Linked DNA regions of Capra hircus: region 2 is linked to region 1. The links are chromatin contacts, called in public Hi-C maps. All regions are on one chromosome and are shown on one strand. Each heading gives the region's core, a stretch centred on a gene start, on an enhancer-like site or on the middle of the called end of the contact. The rest is flanking DNA. Distances are from core to core; before and after follow the strand shown. Region 1 holds the start of RNF26 (RING finger protein 26). Region 2 holds the start of PDZD3 (Na(+)/H(+) exchange regulatory cofactor NHE-RF4).

Region 1 (5,652 bases), core at 1,850-4,349:
CAAGGATCAAACCCTACAGGTCTCTCACACTGCAGGCAGATTCTTGATTGACTGAGCCACCAGGGAAGCCTGGAAAAGATAGGGAGAGCTTTCCAAAAGTCATGCATATGAGAGGGCACAAATTGGAGAAGGTAAAAGCAAATCTAGCCACACAGGGCACAGGCTCTCCCCAAGGCGCCCTATCTCAGCTCTTCCCCTGCCAGTTCCCCCATCAACTACACTTGGGACTGAAAGACCCTGCTGCAGCATCCGTTACCATAACCAACCATTCACCCTTGTGAAGATGCACACAGAGGCCATCAGAGCTGTAACACTTTATTCATTGGATCCTGGGCCAGACGGACCCCTCAGGGAGCTGCATGCCCCTCAGCGCTGGCTCCTTCTGTATTTGGACTCTAGTGAAATGTGCACAGTCTTCCCTCCCCAGTGGCAGGGAGAGACGGACAGAAGGGGAATGTCATTTTTTTCTCTGTGATGTGGGGAGTGAAAGGAAGAGGAACAATCTGGTTATCCCTCCTGAGGTTCCCAGTGATGCCGGGTATCAGAGGGTACATGGTCCCAAAGCCAGGTGCAAACATACATATATACACACACACCTGGGGGGTAATTCTTGACCCCAGCTGTCAGGTCAGGTAAGGAGGGAGCCTTGTAAGATCACAACAGGTAGAAGCAGTTCAAAGGGCACCTGAGAGATACTACCCCCAAAGCCTGCCAGAGCATAGGAGCTCCAGCTGAAAGCAAATGTTCAAGATAATTCTAAGGCCCTTGAATTGCCAAAATACCCAAATGACATTGATGTGCATGGCTGAAGAAGCTGGGAAGGAAGTGGGGAGGATGCAGGGAGAGAACCTACAAATCTCAACAGAAAAACCAGAAGCGAAGTGGGGGGAGTCCCCAACGCTGGCATCAGGGTGGGCCCTGGCTGGAGGGGAGTCCACAGTGAACAGTCTCCGGGGCCTTGCAGAGTGACACCCTCACCACCCTTGGCATCACAGGGACACACAGGGTAAGGAAAAGCTGTTACCCTGCCCCTACCCAAGTCACAGTCTTTCAGGGTTTCCCACTTCAGTGTCCTGGAGATGCAGCTTAGAGACTCAGCACGATGACTATGGGGGCAGCAGGGGATGCAGGCCGGGACCCAGAGATCAGGTGTGAACATGGCCTGAGCACAGCTGGCTGCGTGGAGCATGGAGGGGTGGGCAGGAGGGAGGAAACCTTCAGAGGTAGACGTTGAGGGTCTGCAGGATGCCCCGACGGCACAGTGGGCAGTTGCGGTGGTAGACGGGGTGGCGCATCAGGATCTCAGTGCAGGCCTGGCACAGGCACAAGTGCCGGCAAGGCAGCAGCAGCACCGTCTTGCTCTGGTCCTGGCAGATGACACACTTCTTCCGCTCCTCCTGCTCCTTCAGCAATTCCCACGGGTCCTGCCCAGCTACAGACTCCTCCTCGTTGAGCCTCTCCCGGCCCCGGGCAGCCGTCACTCTGGCCATCCTGACCTCCTCTTCTTCTGCCTCTGATCGGGGCCCAGCTTCAGGAAGAGCATCCTGTCGCCATGTCCTGGCTGAGGGCAGCCTCCTAGGGCCACCCTGGGGGGCTCCAGGGGCCCCTCCCCGGTTTGGCCAGCTCGCCAGCTGCAGGCTACGGCTCCAGACTCGGCGCCAGGCCTCCAAGCCCAGAACTAGCCGAGAGAGCCGCACAACATCCTCTCTGAGCCGGTGGTAGGATGGCCGGGCATGGAGCTGACTGAGCGCCCGGGTGGCCAGCCTCAGGGTGAGGTCTGGGTGTAACAGAGTCACTGTCACTGCCAGCACGCAAGCCAGCAGCACCAGGCCAGTGAGATTGACAAGCACAAAGCTGGCCAGGAGGCGGGCAGCTGAGGCCAAGAGCTCCAGCACTAGCTGGCAGGGGGTCCAGAGAAGGATGGACATGGCCACGGCACTGCTGGAAATGTGGGCTAGAAAGGCAGCCACTACATCTGTCATCCTCCACAGCGGCCCCATCACTGCATCCCACAGGGCCAGCACAAGGGAGAAGAAGTTCTGAGTGCCAATGAGGCAGATGTTGACCAGGCTATTGATCACGTAGGCCACTAGGCTCATGGTGATGGCACAGACGTCACAGATCTGACGCAGCAAAGCATGACCATTGGAGACCATATTGAGGACACCCCGGTGGAGGATCTCCCGGCTCCTAAGCGCCCCATGGGAGGCCAAGTGCCCCAGGAGCTTTAGGCTCTCCAGGCCAGAACAGCAGCTGTACAGTACCGTAGACAAGGCCTGCAAGCCCCCACAGGTGAAGCGGACCATAGCTTCAATCAAGGCCAGCAGTGAAAGTAAGACTCCACGGCCCAAGTGCAGAAGACTAGTCAGTACCGTGTGTGGCAGGTTGTAGATGAAGGCCAGGAGCCAGGCCAAGGAAGCCAGGAGGGAGGACACCAGCAGGAAGTTGAGGTCCAACACCAAGGTCAGCACATCCAGCAACAGGCCCACCCCATTCACTACCAAGTACACAGCCTCCATGATAGGGCTATGGGGTTGGTCCTAGAGAAGTCTGGCTCCCGGCTGAGGCGGGTGTCAGGGTTGTCAATATTTGGGCGGAAGGGGGCTCAAGGATTAATCTGGAAGGGAAGTGAACGGTCTCTCCAATCAGAGAGAAACTGAGGAAGAATTGGGTTAGAAGTGGAGTCTCAGGGGAGGGAAAAAGGGCCAGGTGCCGATCCAGGACTCCCGGTTTTGAAGGCGGTCTGTTTGGGAAGAAAGAAGCCAAACATCTCTAAAGTGGAAATGATCCCGGGCTGGAGGAAAAATCTCAGCTTTGGAGGCCTGCTGGTGGCGTACCACGGCCGGGCAATGGGTCAGATCGAGAGAAGACCGGGAACGGAAGGGATCGGGCCAGGCCGGGGCCGGGTGGGGGCGGCGCAGGCTGGGCGCAGGCTCGCGGTCCAGCTACGCAGGTGCCCCTGTCCCCTCCCGGCCCCCGTTCTCTGGGCTCGCGGCGCTTTGCGCCCAAGGGAGCAGGAGGGAAGGGAGCGAGCCTCAGCAAACCCCAGGCGCGGCCTCTACTCCGCTGGGCGCTGCCATCTTGTGTGAGAAAGGGTGGGGCAAGAGGCATGTCAAGGAGGGAGGGGCGACGAACTCTGGCCAATCGGTGAGACTCAACCACAGGAAACATCGAGCGTTCATTGGTCCGTTTGAACGGCGCCCAAACATATTCAGTGCTTTACAGAGGTGAGGCGGAAACAGATTGAAATCCCCTCCCCGTTGAGGCGGGGATTGGTCAATTGAAGGGCAGAGGCGACTCGCCCCAGCCCCGCCCCCTAAAGGAGCAGGACTCGTGTGTGTGTGTGTGTGTGTGTGTGTGTGCGCGCGTGCGTGCGTGCGTGCGTGCGTGTGTGTGTGTGTGTGTGTGTGTGTGTGTGTGTGTGTGTGTGTGTGTGTTTTCCATGGCTCAGTCGTGTCAGACTGGGACCCCACGGCCAAATTTCTCTGTCCATGGGATTTCCTAAGCAAGAATGCTGGAGTGGGTTGCCGTTTCCTACTCCAAGGGATCTTCCTGACCCAGGGATCGAACCCGCCTCTCTTGAGTCTCCTGCATTGGTAGGTGGATTCTAAAGGAACAGGACTTTGGACTGGGCTATTACGGGCGCTGTTCTTTCTCTTCGCCTCCAGCCTTGATTTTTTTTTAAAGTCCGGATTGGTGGTCACTGTTCTGAACCAGGCTTTAGGATTGCACCACCTCCACAGCCAGACTCAGTCACTTGTCTTCCATTCATCCATTTTCTCCATCGTGTATTGAGCTGCTACACATGCACTGGGGATGCAAAAAATGTTTAAGACCTGCCTGCTCACAAGCAGTTTAAAGGGAAACAGATTGTGATAGGGGATTCCCAAGCTGCTATTTCCAAACTGTTTCCTCAAGCTCTGTCACGTTTTCTCAGCATCCTCAGGAGATTACCTCATTGTCAGTAAGAAAAAGAGGTCACAGGCTGGAAATAGCTCACACTCCTAGCCCAGGCCCTATTCATTTGTTTACTTAAACACCTGGGCAGCCTTAGTAGTTGCCTCATTATTTTATCCCTTTTTAAAATATTCAAATAATATTCAAAATATCTAAGATCCTATCCCAAATACATTGAGAGCCTGGTCTTCTCTACTAAAGCCAAGGATACTTGGGGGTCTGAGCCTCCCCCTGGCCTCTATTGTTTTAATTTCCTGCTTGCATTTGTTCCCTGGAAACAATGCACAACAAGAAAGTTGGGAGTTAAGTTTTGCTTAGGGTAAAACGAGGACTATAGGCCAGCAGACAGTCTCTCGAATAGTTCTGAGGAACTGCTCAGAAGAGGTAAGAGGGGAGCTGAATATATATATGTAATTTTGGTAGGTAATTGGGCAGACGTGCAATCTTTTCACACATGTTTTTACAGAAGGCTGCTGCTGGTCACAGGAAGTTTGCTGCTAGTCATGAGAAGCAGATATCTCCATTAATGATTACAGTACTTTTTTAGATATAAGAAGGTGCAAGAATTTGTGTTCATAAAAATCTCCTGAAAATAACTATCTGAAGGCCTGTTCTGCCTGTTTTTCCCAGAACATAGAGTGCCTCATTCCTGCTCTTGGTTCTGAATTCCCTTCAGGGTATGTCAAAGTTGAGTGACTGGTGGCTAGTGACAGTTTTTAGTTGGCACAGTAAACTCTTCTTAAACTGTCTTTAAGACTTCTTCTTAAAGTGTCTCTATCACCCCACCCTGGACACTGCCTGAATCCTTTCTTTCCCAAAGCACCACTGATTCAAGGCTGAAATATTCTGCACACCTTTTCAAGACAGGTGGCTCCCAGTACAGGTTAGAACATAGTGCAGTTTCTTAACTCCCCACGCTTTTCTCTAGCTTCTCTCTCACATCTGTCAGGCCCCAACTTCATGTTTTCTCTGAGACATGTTTTCCCTTTGTCTTCCTCTTCCTTTTGAGATTTCCCCTCTTTCTCGAACCACCAGACTCCAACTTTCCATTGTTATTATTTGTTTGTTTATTTCTACTGCACTGGATCGTCATTCCTACATGCAGGCTCTCTCTAGTTGCAGTGCTCGGGCTTCTCACTGAGGCAGCTTCTCTTGTTGCCCAGTATGGGCTCTAGGGCATGTGGGCTTCAGTAGTTGTGGAGCCCGGGCTTAGTAGTTGCAGCTCACAGGGTTAGTTGCCCCTTGTCATGTGGATCTTCTGGGACTAGGGATCGAACCCATGTCCTCTACATTGGTAGGCAGATTCTTAACCACTGGACCCCCAGGGAAGTCCTCCATTGTTGTTTGATATACAGAATAGTCTGTTTCTACCCCCAATTCCCTCTAAACTGTAGCCACAAAATCCTCATTTCTCTACACAAAGGAGAATAATATAAAGATTTGTTTAACCTTCTGTCCATATCACAGTCTGTTGTGGTTATTGTTGCTGGTGGTTTTTTTTTGTGGGTTTTTTTTTTTTCATTTTCCCCTAATCTGAAATCTTAGCGAAAATGCCCATCTCCTCTTCAAGATACTTGATCCCACCACCCATAACCTGTCCTCTCCAAAAATTTTACTTGTCCAATGAATACTATTGTGTTTTTAATCTATCTTCCTGAAGCACTTGACACCAGTGACTTCCTCCACCGTTGGCCT
Region 2 (5,652 bases), core at 1,863-4,362, 130 kb after region 1:
GGGTACAGGAAGCATTGGCGGAAGCTGCATGGGACAGGAGCCACTGTTGTGTCGACAAGTGGGCTGTTGGTCTCAACTGCAGAGGCTGAGCCACTACCCCGGGGAGAGTCAGGAGCATCCGTGCTCTCCAAGAAGAGGAGCGGAGACAAGCGAACCTGGAAAAGAGGAACAGGACAAGTCCGTGCTCCTCCCTAACCTGAGCCCTTGCTCCATTCCGGCCCCGTCTCTAGCCCCGGCCCCTCAGCTCGCACCATACTGAAGAAGCGGTCAGCCTTGGGGTCGACGACAATGAGGGAGACGCGGGAGCCCTGCGCCCGGATCTTGGACACTGTCTCCTCGTGGCCCAGCCCCTCCACGCTCTCCCCAGCCACAGCCACCAGCCGGTCCCCAGCCTGCATCCCGGCCTTCTCCGCTGGCAGTCCTGGGTCCACCTCCCAAAGGAACTGACCTGGGACGCAGACATCCTCATGGCTCCTTCCCCCGCCTTGTCCCCCAGTGCCAGCCCAGGCCACTGTGTGCACACTGGGGGACTGACCCTGGGGTACACAGGAGGAGGAGGAGGCCCTGGGCTGGGGTTCAGCCAGGGCCACCACTTGTGTGCACTGAGCGGTGGATGCAGACACTGGTGTGCCCACCCCAAGGCCCGCCCTCCCACCCCTATCCCCAGGGCTCCCACTCACCGAGGCGACCGTCAAGGCCCTTCTCCTCCCGGAGCACGAACCCGAAGCCCTGGGGCCCTTTCTCGAGATGCAGACAGCGGGGCTTGGTGGGCAGTGCCCACCCCTCTGCCAGAGGAGCAGCCAGGGGCATTCCCAGCTGGCGACACTGTTCCTCCACCTCTGGCCCTGCCACCAGCAGGGTCACCTGCTTGCCACTCTGCCAAAGCTGTGGGGACCCAGCAGGGCATCAGCATCAACCAACTGGGGAGGGAGGGCAGAAGCAGGCACCCCCTCCCAGCCCTTCTTCCTAGGCCCTAGAATGAAGCCCTCAGGAGGGGAGGGGGGTGGCGAGCACAGAGTGGAAAGGGAAGGATGGTGATGGAGGTACAAGATCAGACTGGGAGACTGAGAGCCTGCTTCCCGAGACAGGGACAAGCCCAGAGGGGTGAGGACAAGAGGAAGCAGCCATACCTTCCTGCTGAGTTGGTTATGTGTGAGCTTTTCCACACTGACCCCATTCACTTCTAGCAGCCGGGCCCCAGGGGGCACTCCTGCCCGCTCAGCTGCTCCTCCAGTGCTCAGCACTAACCAGAAAGGACCCCGATGTCCTGGAAGCCCAAAGAGTGACTTTCTGCCTGCTGTCCACCCACAACAGGGCTCAGAGCCCCCCTGCTGACCCCTCCCACGCTCTAAGCTCACCTTGGGTGACACTGAAGCCAAAGCCGCCCTCGTCTTTCACTACGTGGCACAGCCGAGGCCGGACCCCCTGGCCGAGAGGGGGACAAAGGTGGCTGTTGTTGTTCCCCCGCTGAGCTCGGGCCACCTCGTGCACGTGCTGCGCCAAAACTGTCAGCAACACCCGAGGCCCACTGGCCCGGATCCGGCGTATCACCTGAACAGCAGGCACGCGGGGTGGGCTTGGGCCGGCCCCTCTTATGAAGGTCCCCTCCCTAGAAGCTACACTCTTCACCATGGGAACCAGCTCTCTGGAGGCCTTCACCCAGCCATTCTGACCTGGGACATCCCTAAATTCTGGGAGATGGGGGAGGTGAACCCCCACCCTCCCACCTCCCATGTGGGAGATACGTCACCCCCACATACCCAGGGAGGTGACCAAGAGGCTTCTGTCTCCCCCAGGTGCTACAGAACGTTCCCTCGTACTACTGGGATTCCAGCCCAACCTCACCATCAAATAATCTTCATGTTCCACGACATGGTTGTTCACCCCCAGGATCCAGTCTCCTTCTCGAAGACCCTGGCGCTGGGCGGAAGAGCCTGGCTCCACCCTGCACACCACATGCCCAGCCCTGCCCGGTTGCCGCTGCAGGTGGAAGCCAAAAGTCCTGCCCTCCTCTTTATTCAGCAGGTAGAAGCGAGGCCGTTCCAGGCTCGAGAGATCTGGATGGAGAGGTGGGCAGCAGAAAATGCGGAGGAAAGGGGACATGACCCAAGTCACCTTGTGCCTGGTAGCCCCTGCCTATGTGATTGAACAGCGAACAGGCTTCTGCCCAGTTAGGTGTTGGGTAGTGGGGCTGAACACAGCCCAGGCAGAGTGGCTAGGACAGAAGGAAAAAGCCCAGCCCCCTTCCTCCTCCAGGTAGTCACTCCCCACCACGGCTGTCATCAGAGGGAGACAGTGAGTGGTTTCCAAGGAGACAGGATGCTTTGTGGTGCCCTGGTGGCTCTGGGGAAAGGAAGTGGTTGCCCCAAGGGGTTGGGGGAGGTTACCAGAAGGGTCGTAGTCTTCAGCCAGGGAGAGGACAGGATTATCAATGCCCAGCTTTGGGTTAAACTCAAACTTCCTGCAAGGAGGCAAGTCACGCAGATAGGAGAAAGCTGACATCCAGACTTGGGTCCCAGGCTCGCCTTGAGGTGCCAAAGGCAGCTGATGAGCCTCCCCAGCTTCAGTTCCCTCCTCTCCTTGCCCCAGTCTTTCACAGCACGGCACTTACAGGGCCAAGGAGGCTGTGTCCTGAAGATCTGCCAGGCAAAGAAGGGGTGAGGGGACAAGAGGCAGTCTCCCCACCGAGACTCCACTTCCATGGTCGTTAACTGAAAGGACTTAGGGGAACCCCCAAGTTCAGGACTTGCCCTGTGTTCTGCTCCCAAAGGGTCTTCCCTTCCCCTTCCTTCCACTCCCTGGCCCAGACCTGATATACACAGAAATCTGAGCATATCAGATTTCAGGGCGTGGACCAGGAAGGCAGACACATCCACCCACTCACCTCTCACCTCCTAACTTCCAGTCTGTTTTCAGGGCTCCAAGCCCCAATACCAAGTGTGTCCTAGTCCCAAACCCTTCCAATCCACCCTCTGCCCTGAAGTCCCCTCAGGAGGGTTTCTCCCGGCCTCCTACCTGCAGCTGCCTCCATGGCTGGATCTGCGACCCAGCGCCCAGTGTAAGGACAAGGTCCATCGAAACCAGCTGATCCTCCCATCTACCCCCGCCCCCACGTCCCGCCTCCTTCAAGACACTGCCTTAGAAGCAGCTGGGTAATGGTTAAGGGGAGGAGAGTCTTGTCTTCTGGGGAAGTGTGTATGTCCTTCCCGCCCCATTCCTGAGCCCTGACTTTCTCAGGAGGCTCTGCCGCTGTCCCAGGTACCCCTCTGCGCAGAGAAAGGTCACTATAATTGCTGGTCACTGTAATTCCAAGCCTGGGATAAGTGTATGACATGGGTGACAGAAGCCCTATGGCCCAATAAGGCCACCCACCAACCCCAACATCTAGTTCATGTACCACCCCCTCCCCAGCCCTCACTGCCTCTGAACTTAGTGCCCAAGAAACAACTGCAATAGAAAGTGGCCAGTGGTCTAACCAGAATGACCAAGAACAGCACCCTTTCTTGAAAGCAACAGGCAAAATAGAGGCCACAGTAGTTGGAAGACACAGCTCTTTAATAGAAGCAAGTCAGTGCCCACGTCCCTAGGGGCCACCGAGCTTGGGTACCATTGGTGAAAGGGGGATGACGGTGAGGAGACAGCACCAGTGAGAGAGGAAAGTGGCTGCTGGCAACCTGGGTGTCCCCAGAAAACATAAAGGCAGGACACGGAAACCCTCCAACACATCTGGACAGCAAGTCCGACATGAGAAGAGTGCCCCCTGGTGGCATGATCAGAGAGGCGCTTGGTGGTGCTGCTACAGGACAGGTGTATTCCCTGAATAGCTCAGCGGTAAAGAATCTGCCTGCAATGCAGGAGACACAGGAGACATGGGTCCAATCCCTGGGTTGGGAAGATCCCCTGGAGGAGGGCATGGCAACCTACTCCAGTATTCTTGCCTGGAGAATCCCATGGACAGAGGAGCCTGGTGGGCTACAGCCCAAAGGGTCGCAAGGACTCAGACACAACTGAAGCGACTTAGCATGCAGGTACACACGCTAAGGGACAATGTGGCCACCAAATGCCACATCTTTCAGCCCTTCTAGCCGAAGGGAGGTGAGGCATGTTCCACGATCCTGGAAACTCCAGACTCGGAACATGGTTGGACATGCCCTAGGAGAGCAACTGGCACACCTGTGTGCACATTCCATCCATCCCCGGAATGGATCTTTCTAGAAGTAGTAGTGGAAGGTAGGGAGTCACAGACAGAGAGGACGTGGGGCCAGGGGACACACACTGCTGCCACGGTCTCAGCTTCCAGGGCCGCCCAGCTGCTCCAGGAGGGCCCTGACCTCGCCCTCCACCCGCAGCAGCTGGGCCTTACGCCAGGGATTAAGGGTGGCTCCCCGGTTGTCTTCCAGATCCCTCAGCAGCAGCTCCAGGTGGCGCCGGACCCGGCTGCGATCCCAGCTGTTGAGGTTCCGCTGGACTTCACCCAGGATCACCGACCAGTACTCGGACACTGCTGTCCCCTCCGTCAGCGACACCACGACCCGGGCACCGCCCTCTGCAGTGCTCCCCAAGTCCCGCAGGGCCTGGCGGCACTCTGAGCTCAGCTCGTTGAAGTAGAGACTAGTGGGAGAGAGCAGAGTAGATGCCACTCAGTGGGGCTCCGAGAAGGAAGGCGGAGGGCGGGTGGACAGAAAGCGAAGGGTCTCATAACTCATCCCCTAGCTGTGGAATGCGATGGGGAAAGTGTCTGCAATATGCCAGAGACAGAGGGCGGTGGCCACTGGGAGGCAGGGATGGCACTAGAATTCAGTGGGACCACAGTCGATAGGAACCAGGCCACCAGGACCCTAAGAGAAACAGTGGTGGAGAATCAGGGCAGGGGAAGGGCCCATCACGGATGGGGGATGGGGAGATGGGACAGGGTGGGGTAGGGGCAGGAAAACTCACTGCAGCAGCTCCAAGGAAGGGTGCTTCCAGGCAGCCTTGGCTAAGGCCAGGGCCGCCGTGTCACCAGCGCCGTTGTAGGCCACGTTCAGCTCCTGGAGCTGTTGGTTTCGGTCCAGCTGGGCAGCCAGCAGCTCCAGGCCCTCATCCCCAAGGCCCGTGTGCAGTAGAGAGAGGTGTTTCAGGGAGGTATTTCCTGCCAGCCCCTCCAGCAGCAGGGCCACACCTGCCGCCATCAGTGGGTTGTTGGACAGCCTAGGGCCACAAGCAGTCTAAGGTTATGAGAGCTCCTAGCAGATGCCCTGTGCTGAGCACCGGGATTTGGGCCTAAAGGGTGCATCACCTGGGGCAGAGACCAGCCTGGATGCAGAGAAATGCAGGCCAGGAAATGAGAAATAGGGGTAAGCTCACTGCAGAGGGGGAAGAGTGAAATGGAAGCTGGCTTCTCCCTCCCTTCCTCCTGCCTTCCATTCTCCTTGTGACACCCCCCTTCCCTTTCCCCTCTCCCCCTCCCCTTCTTCCTCCTTTTTTCACTCCCTTCCAATCCCTGCTTTGCCCTCTGTTCCCAACTGCCCCTCCTTCTTCCCACCCCATTCATCTCCCCTTACTCCAACCTGAAATCAGGAACCCAGGCATCTCGGTTGCTAGTCAACCAGTCAACACTTTGGGAGCATCTATTGAGTGCCCAGCATCAGGGTCAAACTCGCGAGGCAACAG

Evidence for each region. A called contact is a pair of places that touch in the nucleus more often than the background predicts.
Region 2: a contact with region 1 is called in a Hi-C map of blood, with 1.6 times the contacts expected there. The contact joins the promoter of PDZD3 here to the promoter of RNF26 in region 1. A contact is called at or near these places in 2 of 5 Hi-C or Micro-C datasets (both in blood).

The regions. Positions count from the first base shown.
Region 1 is chr15:52,448,895-52,454,546 of ARS1.2, forward strand. RNF26 (RING finger protein 26) reads right to left here and starts at 3,100. Exons shown (of 1, transcript XM_005689543.3): 1 at 300-3,100. The coding sequence starts at 2,519. The coding sequence ends at 1,218.
Region 2 is chr15:52,583,155-52,588,806 of ARS1.2, forward strand. PDZD3 (Na(+)/H(+) exchange regulatory cofactor NHE-RF4) reads right to left here and starts at 3,113. Exons shown (of 11, transcript XM_018059674.1): 1 at 3,016-3,113; 2 at 2,612-2,639; 3 at 2,388-2,461; 4 at 1,846-2,057; 5 at 1,359-1,551; 6 at 1,131-1,267; 7 at 681-885; 8 at 252-448; 9 at 1-155. The coding sequence starts at 3,097. NLRX1 (NLR family member X1) reads right to left here. Exons shown (of 10, transcript XM_018059672.1): 9 at 4,939-5,190; 10 at 3,534-4,611. The coding sequence ends at 4,290.